Regions from separate parts of the Sus scrofa genome. Here region 1 is linked to region 2. The links are chromatin contacts, called in public Hi-C maps. All regions are on one chromosome and are shown on one strand. Each heading gives the region's core, a stretch centred on a gene start, on an enhancer-like site or on the middle of the called end of the contact. The rest is flanking DNA. Distances are from core to core; before and after follow the strand shown.

Region 1 (5,034 bases), core at 1,089-3,588, 100 kb before region 2:
GCAGTACTTTGAATCTACTAACCCCAAACCACCATCCATCCCACTCCCTTCCCCTCCCTCTTGGCAACCACAAGTCTGTTCTCCAAGTCCATGAGTTTCTTTTCTGTGGAAGGGTTCATTTGTGCCATATATTAGATGCCAGATATAAGTGCTATCATACGGTATTTTTCTTTCTCTTTCTGACTTCACTTAGTATGAAAATCTCTAGTTCCATCTATGTTGCTGCAAATGGCATTATTTTGTTCTTTTTAATGGCTGAGTGGTATTCCATTGTATATAGGTACTACATCTTTTTAATCCATTCATTTGTTGATGGACATTTAGGTTGTTTCTATGTCTTGGCTATTGTGAATAGTGCTGCATCCCTAGGATGCATGTGTCTTCTTCAAGGAAAGTTTTGTCTGGATATATGCCCAAGAGTAGGATTGCTGGATCATGGTAGTTCTATATTTAGTTTTCTGAGGTACCTCCTTAACCTGCTGAGCGAGGCCAGGGATCGAACCCGCAACCTCATGGTTCCTAGTCAGATTTGTTTCCACTGTGCCACAATGGGAATTCCCCTAATAGTAGTTTTGATTTGCATTTCTATAATAATTAGTGATGTTGAGCATTTTGTCATGTGCCTGTTGGCCATCTGCATATCTTCTTTGGGAAAATGCCTATTCAGGTCTTTTGCCCATTTTTCAATTGGGTTGTTGGGTTTTTTTACTGTTGAGTTGTATAAGTTGTATATTTTAGAGATTAAGCCCTTGTCAGTTGCATTGTTTGAAACTACTTTCTCCCATTCCGTAGGTTGTCTTTTTGGTTTTTTTTTTTTTTTTTTTTAATGGCTTCCTTTGCTGTGCAAAAGCACGTCATACACCACACTAACAAAAGAAAAGTCAAAAACCACATGATCATCTCCATAGATGCAGAAAAAGCATTTGATAAAATCCAACATCCATTCATGATAAAAACTCTTACCACATTGGGTATAGTGGGAATATACCTTAACATAATAAAAGCCATTTATGACAAACCCACAGCAAATTTAATACTCAATGGAGAAAAGCTGAAAGCCTTCCCACTAACATCTGGAAGAAGACAAGGATGCCCATTCTCACCACTTTTATTCAACATAGTATTGAAATCCTAGCCACAGCAATCAGACAAACAGAAGAAATAAAAGGCATCCAAATTGGAAGAGAAGAGTTAAAATTGTCACTGTATGCAGATGGCATGACACTATATAGAACACCCTAAGGACTCCACACAAAAACTACTCAAACTGATCAATGAATTCAGCAAAGTAGCAGGATACAGGGTTAACATTCAGAAATCGGTTGTATTTCTCTATACTAACAAGGAAATATTAGAAAAGGAATATGAAAATACAATACCTTCTAAAATCACAACCAAAAAAAATTAAATACCTAGGAATAAACCTGACCAAGGAGGTGAAAGACTTATATGCTGAGAACTGTAAAACATTAATCAAGGAAATTAAAGAGGATTCAAAGAAATGGAAAGATATTCCATGCTCCTGGGTTGGAAGAATTAATATCGTGAAAATGCCCATACTACCCAAAGCAATCTACAGTTTCTACACAATCCCCATCAAATTACCCATGACATTTTTCACAGAACTAGAACAAACAATCCAAAAATTTATTTGGAACAATAAAAGACCCAGAATTGCCAAAGCAATCCTGTGGAACAAAAACCAAACAGGAGGCATCACTCTCCCAGACTTCAGGCAATATTACAAAGCCACAGTCATCAAGACAATGAGGTACTGGTACCAAAACAGACATACCGACCAATGGAACAGAATAGAGAACCCAGAAATAAATCCAGACACCTATGGTCAATTAATCTTGACAAAGGAGGCAAGAATAGAAAATAGAAAAAAAGACAGTCTTCAGCAAGCGGTGCTGGGAAAACTGGACAGCCATATGTAAATCAATGAAACTGGAGCACACCTTCACACCACACACAAAAATAAACTCAAAATGGCTTAAAAACTGAAATGTAAGACAAGATACCATCAAACTCCTACAAGAGAACATAGGCAAAACATTTTCTGACATCAACCATTCGAATGTTTTCTTAGGTCAGTCTCCCAAGGAGCTCATTTAAAATGGAGTCAGGAGGCAAGAATGGGGAGCTCTCACCCACTACTACTTAAGGTCAATTGCATGCCCCGCGGGAAGAAGCACACCTTGCACTCCCAAACAGGTAGTGCAACTGCTGAACTATCCCCAAGGAAGTATTCTTTCTCAGCAGTAGCACAGCTGATGAGAAGCCATTGCCACCCTGAACTTCTGCTTTTCTCTACTGGACTTCCATTTAGAAAAACCCCTTCTGGTTCCCTGGGTTCTCCCTAAGAAAGCGAGTTTCCTCCCTTTGTTCTCTGGACATGCCCGTGATTCACCATAGATTGCATGTCCTGAATTGCAATTTTTTGCAACATTTTGCTGGCAAAGTAATGTGCTGTTTTATAATGTAGGTCAGCAAGTTCCTGAATGTGACCCAGGTTCCTGAGGAGGAAGCAAGCCTGGGGGTGTGGGGTGGTTGGCAAAGCAGAAGGCAAGGCAACTTGGGACAGACTGTGACCTGTGCCCAAAATGCTCTGACATCAGGCTCTAACCCTCACAACAGCCTTGCTACGGAAGCCTGATTAAGGCCTTTCTGCAAATGTAGAAACTGCGGCGAAGAGAAGTACACAGGCATTAAAATGAGTCATCAACAGAGCTGGAATTGAACCAATCCAGATCTGTCTGCCTCCGAAACCCGGGCCACTCTTCATCACACGGATCTGTCTCTTGTCCAGCAGGGAAAGAAATTATAGCAGGACGCTTCTGTGTTTGCGAAACCAGGGACTCACCCAACCCAGGCATACCCTCTTCCTTCCTCCCCACCACTCTAGCCATTTCCTCTACTCAGAATGCCCTTGACCCTCTTCTCCCACCAAAGAAATCCTTTCCATCCATCTTCCAAAGCTCTGCTCTAAGTTAAATTCCTATTCTGCCCTTGAAACATATTACATCTTCTCCAGCCTATACCAAGCTCTCTCTCAGCTGAACTTCTGACTTCGTCATCTGTGCCCACAGATTCGCAAGTTGCCCAGAGTTGTGTCATTCTTTGGGTTTTGATTTATCAACATTTAACTCTCGGTGTTAGCCCTCATCCAGTCTTCCTAGAACCTATTTCAGGTTTATACATACATCTCTGTATCTCCAAGGATGAGGTCTGGCATCAGAGAGGACTTCTTTCCTGCTGTATCCTCTCATTTGTTCCTCTTGTGCTCTGCGAGTCACTGGTTCGTTTTCCAAGTGTACTTGTTTTCCATCCTCTAGATCTTTGCCCAGGTGACTCCCCCTGTTTGGAATGTCTCCCTTTCTTCATTTCTACCCAGTAGAGTATTATTTTTTGTGCCTTATTTCTTTTAATGTCCTGGTGACTTGATGTGGTAAAGATCCTAGTCAATTTCATCTTTCTTTATATCCTCACAGCACCAAGCACAGGGCCTGGCCTACAGGAGACATTCAGTAAATGTTTATGAAATGACTAAATAATTGAATGAATTATTACTCTGTTTTTAGGACCTAGGAAAGAACTCGTCTTTGTAATGGATCTCCCAAGGAGTAGTATTTTATAGTCAATGGGGTCTTATACTTTTTAAAGTTATCATTTGACTGTCAGTCTCTCTCCTGTGTTTTAAATAACACTTTAGTTCTGGTGCTTGCCCATAGTCAGTGTGGGAAATCTTACCTTTTTTTTTAAACAGTCAGTAACATTGATAAACCCAGAGCACTGCTCTGCACTCCAGGTAACACCACTCCCTGCACTCCAAGAGCCTCAAACAAGGCTCAAGTGGCCTCCCACCTTCTGTATCTTCTGAGCTAAATTCAAAGTTTGTCTGGGTTTGTTGGGGACGGGAATTTCTGGTGATTAGTTGAAATCCACAGACACCTCCAAGACCTCATTGCAATTGACAGCTTTGACCTCTCCTGACCAGGTATAGGAAATCTGAGACACTAAAGTTTGGCTCACTCTCCCTGCCTTAACACCAGCCAACCGATAACGGAAAGTTGAGAATACTCAACAGGCACAGAAAGATTTAACAAAACTCCCCACCACCTACTTGCCACCCCTGCCAGCTCCTGACTTACAATAATCACATGAAATTATGTGATGTTCTAAGAAAGTCCTCTTGGAGAAACCTGCCCAGCGGTAAAAGTACAGACACTAGAGGCAAGCCAGACCTGAGGTCAAGTGCAGATCCCACCACTTTCAACTGGGGACCTGACCACATGAGGATGAGCACTCCACTGTTTGTGCACTGAATGTTTGTGTCCTTTTCCACAAAATTCATAAGTTGAAACCCTAACCCCTAAAGGTGATAGTGTTAGCAGGTGGGGGCTTTGGGGAGTGATTTGGTCATGAGGGTAGACCATGTGAATTGGATTAGTATTTATGCAAAAGAGATCACACATATTTCCCTATCCCCTCCCCTTGTATTTGGATCATGAGAAGTCTCATGAAGTGGCTTAGAAGAGAGCCCTTATCCACCATGCTGGCAGCCTCATCTTGGACTTCCACCCTCCAGAACTGAGGGCAGTACATTTCTGCTGTTGGTAAGCATCCCAGTCTGGCATCTTGTGACAGCAGCCCAGAGGGCCTACAGCGAGCATTGAGAAGATTTCCTCATCTGCGGAAACCTACCTCCCAAAGGTTTGGACTGAAGTTATAAATGTAAAGATGCTCCATAAACAGTAACTCTTAGGACCTGCACACACTCTGGCCCTCTTCCTACTGCATCTCATCTTGCAAACAGAGTGGCTACGAGGCCACCCTCTGTCCTCTCTCCTGCCCCGCTGTGAGACAGATAATATGGAGAGTGTGTCCCTCTCTTCAAGGCTCTTTCTCTTTCCTCCTCCAGGTGTTCACTGCCAGTCACACTGCATGTGCCCCCTGGTTCTCACTTAAGCACTGCAGAGGAGCAGCTCAGCCTGTGGGTTTTGGAGACAGATGGTAAGGGTTTGAATTCTG
Region 2 (4,764 bases), core at 1,020-3,519:
TGGGGTGACTATCTGATATGAATGGACAAAAAAAATGTAAACTAGGTAGAAACACTTAGGATGTCTTAATAAGTTTTAGTGAACAGGGCTTCCATGTCAGCTCACCCCCTCTTTCTAGGGGTCTGGTATCTGATGACCGAAGAAGCTAAGCTAGGAAGCAGGGTCTAGGGCTCATAGCCAGAGAACACCAGTGTTTGTCCTCCCGGGCTGCTGTCTTGAGATTAAGAGAGTAATGAGAACGGTCTGTTTAGGGGGTCGGGGGCTGTGGGACGGGGAACGCACAGATTTTAAAGTAAATACTTAAGGGGTAGTTTCTATAAAGTCGAGAGTCAAAATTTATTCTTAACCCAACACGTTCAGAATCACAAGCCAAAATTAATTTCTTCAGTCTCCGATTTTGGCAATGACCTCTTCTCCCTAGAGCAAGAGAAGGCTCAGGTGTAGTTGGAAAAAAATATGGGAAGGAGATAACAGGGGAAACGAACCAGAGTTTCTCATTTTCTTTCTTTCTTTGGCACACTCTCTTTTTCATGATGGGTGTCCCAACACTTTTATTTGAATGTCCACACGACGGAATGCCTCTGTAGTTTTGCTTTCTTTATTCTGTTTGTCCAGTAGTGGAGCTATCGAGGGAATTGGTTGTGACTGTTCTGTTTTCAGAGAAGAAAACCGAGCCTGTGAATGATCAAGTCCACTCTCCAAGGTCATTAGCTGATTAGTAGCTAAACCAGGATATACACCTAGGTCTCCCTGAAGCCACACTCTTTGTATTACACCGAAATACTCGTCTGGGGTACCCGAGATGGGGTGCAGTGGGGTTCCCTGCCTTAATGTGGGTGTAAATGAGTTAATACTGACTACTGCTTCCGAGCACTACTTAGCCTGTGGGAGTTTCCGAGGTTGGGAGTACAGCGGCTAAGAATCTTTTTGTTCTGTCACTGATAAATGATCTGCAGGCTCTTAATCCCGGTTGCATATTCCTCATTTGTAAAGCTGTTGGCATGTTTGCACTGAGAGGATCGTTCTCTGCCAGCTTAGCTTCCCGTGGCAGTTTGGGAATTTTTTTTCTTTAAGATTTTATAGAGCTGAGTATAGAACGGGAATGTTTTCATAAGCGCTTAAGCATCTTTAGTGAAGCTAATTTATAGAATTTAAATGTTCCTCTCCTCTCCAGCAGTTTAAATCCAAATTCCTCAGCAGTGGGGAGCAGGGGCCCCGAGAAACAGGAAACCACTCTGTTTCATTGTTCATGCTCAACAATAAAAAATTAAACGGCCTAAAAAGTGCAAGCCAGAGAGAATTTTTTAGACATTCTCTCCTCTGAATTTAAGTGATGGTAATGAACACAAAAATTGGATGCTTCTCTTCATGGCTTTTTTTTTTTTTTTCTTTTTCTCTCTTCCCCTCTGGGCCTGGCAGCCATGTCTTGGACCACCGGGGTGACCCAGCCTGCATGACACAGCGCTGGGCAGGGTACCCGCAAGTCACTCAAATCACCTTGGCCAGCAGTTCACCTTGCAGCCCTCCCCTGGGAATGGTGTGACCCGGCAGGGAAGAGCTGCATTAGGCAGCCCCCTCGAGGCCCTTTGGCACAGTCTGCTGGAGAGCTGAGCACTCAGCCAAAGTCTGCAGGAAGCTTCCCTTGGTAAGATTTGTTGGAGCTACTTTCTGCTTCTATTTTCTATCCCCATTCCTGTTTTAGTATCTGTTTTTGTTTCCAAATTATGACACGGCATGAAATCTGCCTTCTCTGTTCTCCTGTGGAACCAGGAGGTGTATGAGTAAGTAGGTATTTAATACGTCAAAAGAGCAGGTCCTTCTCCTCACTTCTTATCTATGGCTTTAGGAGTTCAACACCCTTCTTTTGTCTTTTGTCCCTCAGCCCAAATCACACCCAAAAGATGCTCGATCCTCTCTAGATATGGTGACTTAAAAAAATATGGACACTGGATACAAATAGAACAGATTCAACAACTAACATTGACTAAGTGCTTATGCTCTGCCGAGTGCCTCATAATAGACACCTTATCGCATTGAATTCTCACAGCAAGCCTGGGACAGTGTTGTAATCATAGTTCTTATTTTGCAGATAAGAAACAGACTCAAAAAGACACTGTAACTTATCCAAGGCCACGCGTATGGCCCGTAAATGGCACGGCAGGGCTGGCACCCTTGGTCTGAGTTGTGTGTGTCTCGAATGCCACACTGAACAGAAGGCCAGCTTTCCAGATCGCCTGTGATGGAACAGAAGGACTTTCCTCAGCCTGACCTCCAGGCTGACAGAGACCAGAAGGTATCTCTCATAATATGACAGAGCTCTGTGTTTGGAAAGCATTGCGTTAGTCTAGGATAAGGTAGACTCTGCGACAGAAATAAATCCCAAAGTGCTAGTGATTTAGTGTAATAAAAGTTCATTTCTTGCTCATGTAGAATCCATTGTGGGAGCCCACGCTGGTTGGAGACAGTGTGTGTGTGTGTGTGTGTGTGTGTAGATGCTTCAGTTGACACCATGAATGGGAACTCAGGTGCCAGACCTCTGAGGGAAGAAGCCTCCAGATGAATCCTGCTCCTAACATTGTATTTACTTATTTATTTATTGGCCACACGCACAGCATGCACAAGTTCCTGGGCCAGGGATTGAACCCATGCCACAGCTGTAACTAGAGCCATAGCAATGACAACACCAGATCCTTAACTCACTGACTGCTCTTAACATTTTGTCACCTCCAGCTAGTCACATCTTCTTCGCTAAAGCCCAGACGGCATGGAGAGAGAGGTAAGTGGTCCTTGTCTGAAGTCTTCTCCATGGCTCCACACCTGAACCTGTTAAAGTGATTGAGGTTTGTGGGGAGGCTGTTTCTGCACTGAGAGAGAACCTCGGCATCCACACTGGATTTGCATACGCTGCAGGGTTTACCTTCCCATCACTCAACAAATATTTACTGAGCACATACTAGGAACCAGATGCTACTCTGGACATACATCAGTGAACAGGTAAAGCCTCATGTTCCATAGGAAAAATAGTTGCTGGTTTTTCCAAATAATCATTTTAAGTATGTTTTCCTAGGAACAAAAGTAATATTTGCTTATTCTATGAAATTTGAGAAATATACAAAGTTTTTAGAAAATAGAAAAAAAAATCCAGCAGAAAATGATCATCACCATGCAGTAATAATGCGTGATTACTCGCTTTTGTATTATCTTTTTTTTTTTTTTTTTGTCTTTTTTCTGTCTTTTTGTTGTTGTTGTTGTTGCTATTTCTTGGGCCGCTCCCGCGGCACATGGAGGTTCCCAGACTAGGGGTCACATCGGAGCTGTAGCCACCGGCCTACGCCAGAGCCACAGCAACGCAGGATCCGAGCCGTTTCTGCAACCTACACCACAGCTCACAGCAACGCGGGATCGTTAACCCACTGAGCAAGGGCAGGGACCGAACCCGCAACCTCATGGTTCCTAGTCGGATTCGTTAACCACTGCGCCACGACGGGAACTCCTCGCTTTTGTATTATCTTACACACACACACACACACACCCACACACATGTATATGTGTGTGTCCATTATGTATTCAATTTTATGTCATTTTTTCCCGTTTAGAGTGCATTGCAAACTCTTAATCCCTATTTGGGCTGCTTATAACAAAATACCTGAGCCAGGGTGACTTATAAATAACAGAAATTTCTTTCTCACAGCTCTGGAAGCTGGGAAATTCAAGGTCAGTATACCTGCAGACTGACGGTCTGCTAAGAACACAGTTCCTGATTCACAGATGGCATCTTTTTGTCGTGCCTTCACATACGGGAAGGTGCAAGGGAGCTCTCTTGGGGCCTCTTTATAAAGGCACTAATCCCATCCATGAGAGCTCCACCCTCATGACCTAATCACCTCCCAAAGACCCTCACCTCCTAATACCTTCACCTTGGGGGATTAGGATTTCAACTTTTGAATTTTGAAGTGACACAAACCTTCAGACCGTAGCACAAACTTATTCCCACATCATGAAAATATGATATTTAATGGCTGCATATGGTTCCATCCTGTAGCAATACCAACTATTTAACCACGCCGCAACCATTTCACATTTCAGTTGATTCCAGTGTTTCACTGTGATAAGCAACGCCTTGAAGAACCATCTTGTACATGAGTCTTTGGCTTCATCGCCGATTAGTTGTTTAGAATATAATCAGAGAAGTGGGATTACCAGTTCAAAGGGTATGCAAATGCTCATGTTCTTGATAAATATTGCCAGGTTGCTTTCCAGAGTGTTAGCACCAATTTACATTTTCACCTGTATTTTGTGAGATGCCTTCTCCTGCCAATAGTCAGTATTAGAGTGTTTCTAATCTTTGCCAATTTGTTACATTAAAGAATGGTATTTCATTTTAAGACTGGTTCACTTCCTAGGTTGCTCAGTAATTATTGGGATTTGCTTAAACCTGAGTTTTAATCCCAGGTCTGGCACCTTCTAACAAGATACATAACCTCTCTAAGCATCAATTTTCTTTCCATCAAATGTTGATAGTTATTCGGACTTTTTGGGATACTGTGTGGATTAAATGTGTTCAGGTTTATAACTGTTTTAACGTTCTGTTTAACGTTCTGCCTGTCACAGAACGAATAAATGGTAGTTATTATCATGGACATGACAATTCAAAAATTATCAACACATGAATAGTTTCAGCCTTTTTTCTTCCCTCTGTGTTTTAATGAAGAGTCTCATTTCGCTCAACTGTATTTCTTTCCCTTCTCCTCTGAAGGGGGGCTG

What was found. A called contact is a pair of places that touch in the nucleus more often than the background predicts.
Region 1: a contact with region 2 is called in a Hi-C map of subcutaneous adipose tissue, with 2.2 times the contacts expected there. The contact joins the enhancer-like site here to the promoter of LDLRAD3 in region 2. A contact is called at or near these places in 1 of 5 promoter capture datasets (liver), 2 of 47 Hi-C or Micro-C datasets (embryonic fibroblasts and subcutaneous adipose tissue) and 1 of 2 datasets of contacts at active chromatin or transcription factors (alveolar macrophages).

The regions. Positions count from the first base shown.
Region 1 is chr2:25,253,190-25,258,223 of Sscrofa11.1, reverse strand. LOC102157601 (a long non-coding RNA gene) reads left to right here. Exons shown (of 7, transcript XR_001306887.2): 3 at 4,519-4,716; 4 at 4,925-5,016. Among named protein-coding and RNA genes, the nearest start is that of LDLRAD3, 100 kb to the right of the region's middle. Within about 2 kb of position 2,338, at least 9 of the 83 cell types and tissues checked have an H3K27ac peak or open chromatin away from gene starts, as enhancers often do. A contact at or near this core is called in alveolar macrophages and subcutaneous adipose tissue, where this site is marked.
Region 2 is chr2:25,152,819-25,157,582 of Sscrofa11.1, reverse strand. It overlaps LDLRAD3 (low-density lipoprotein receptor class A domain-containing protein 3), which reads left to right and starts at 2,269. Exons shown (of 6, transcript XM_021083187.1): 1 at 2,269-2,293. LOC106509375 (a long non-coding RNA gene) reads left to right here. Exons shown (of 3, transcript XR_002341512.1): 3 at 1,420-2,068.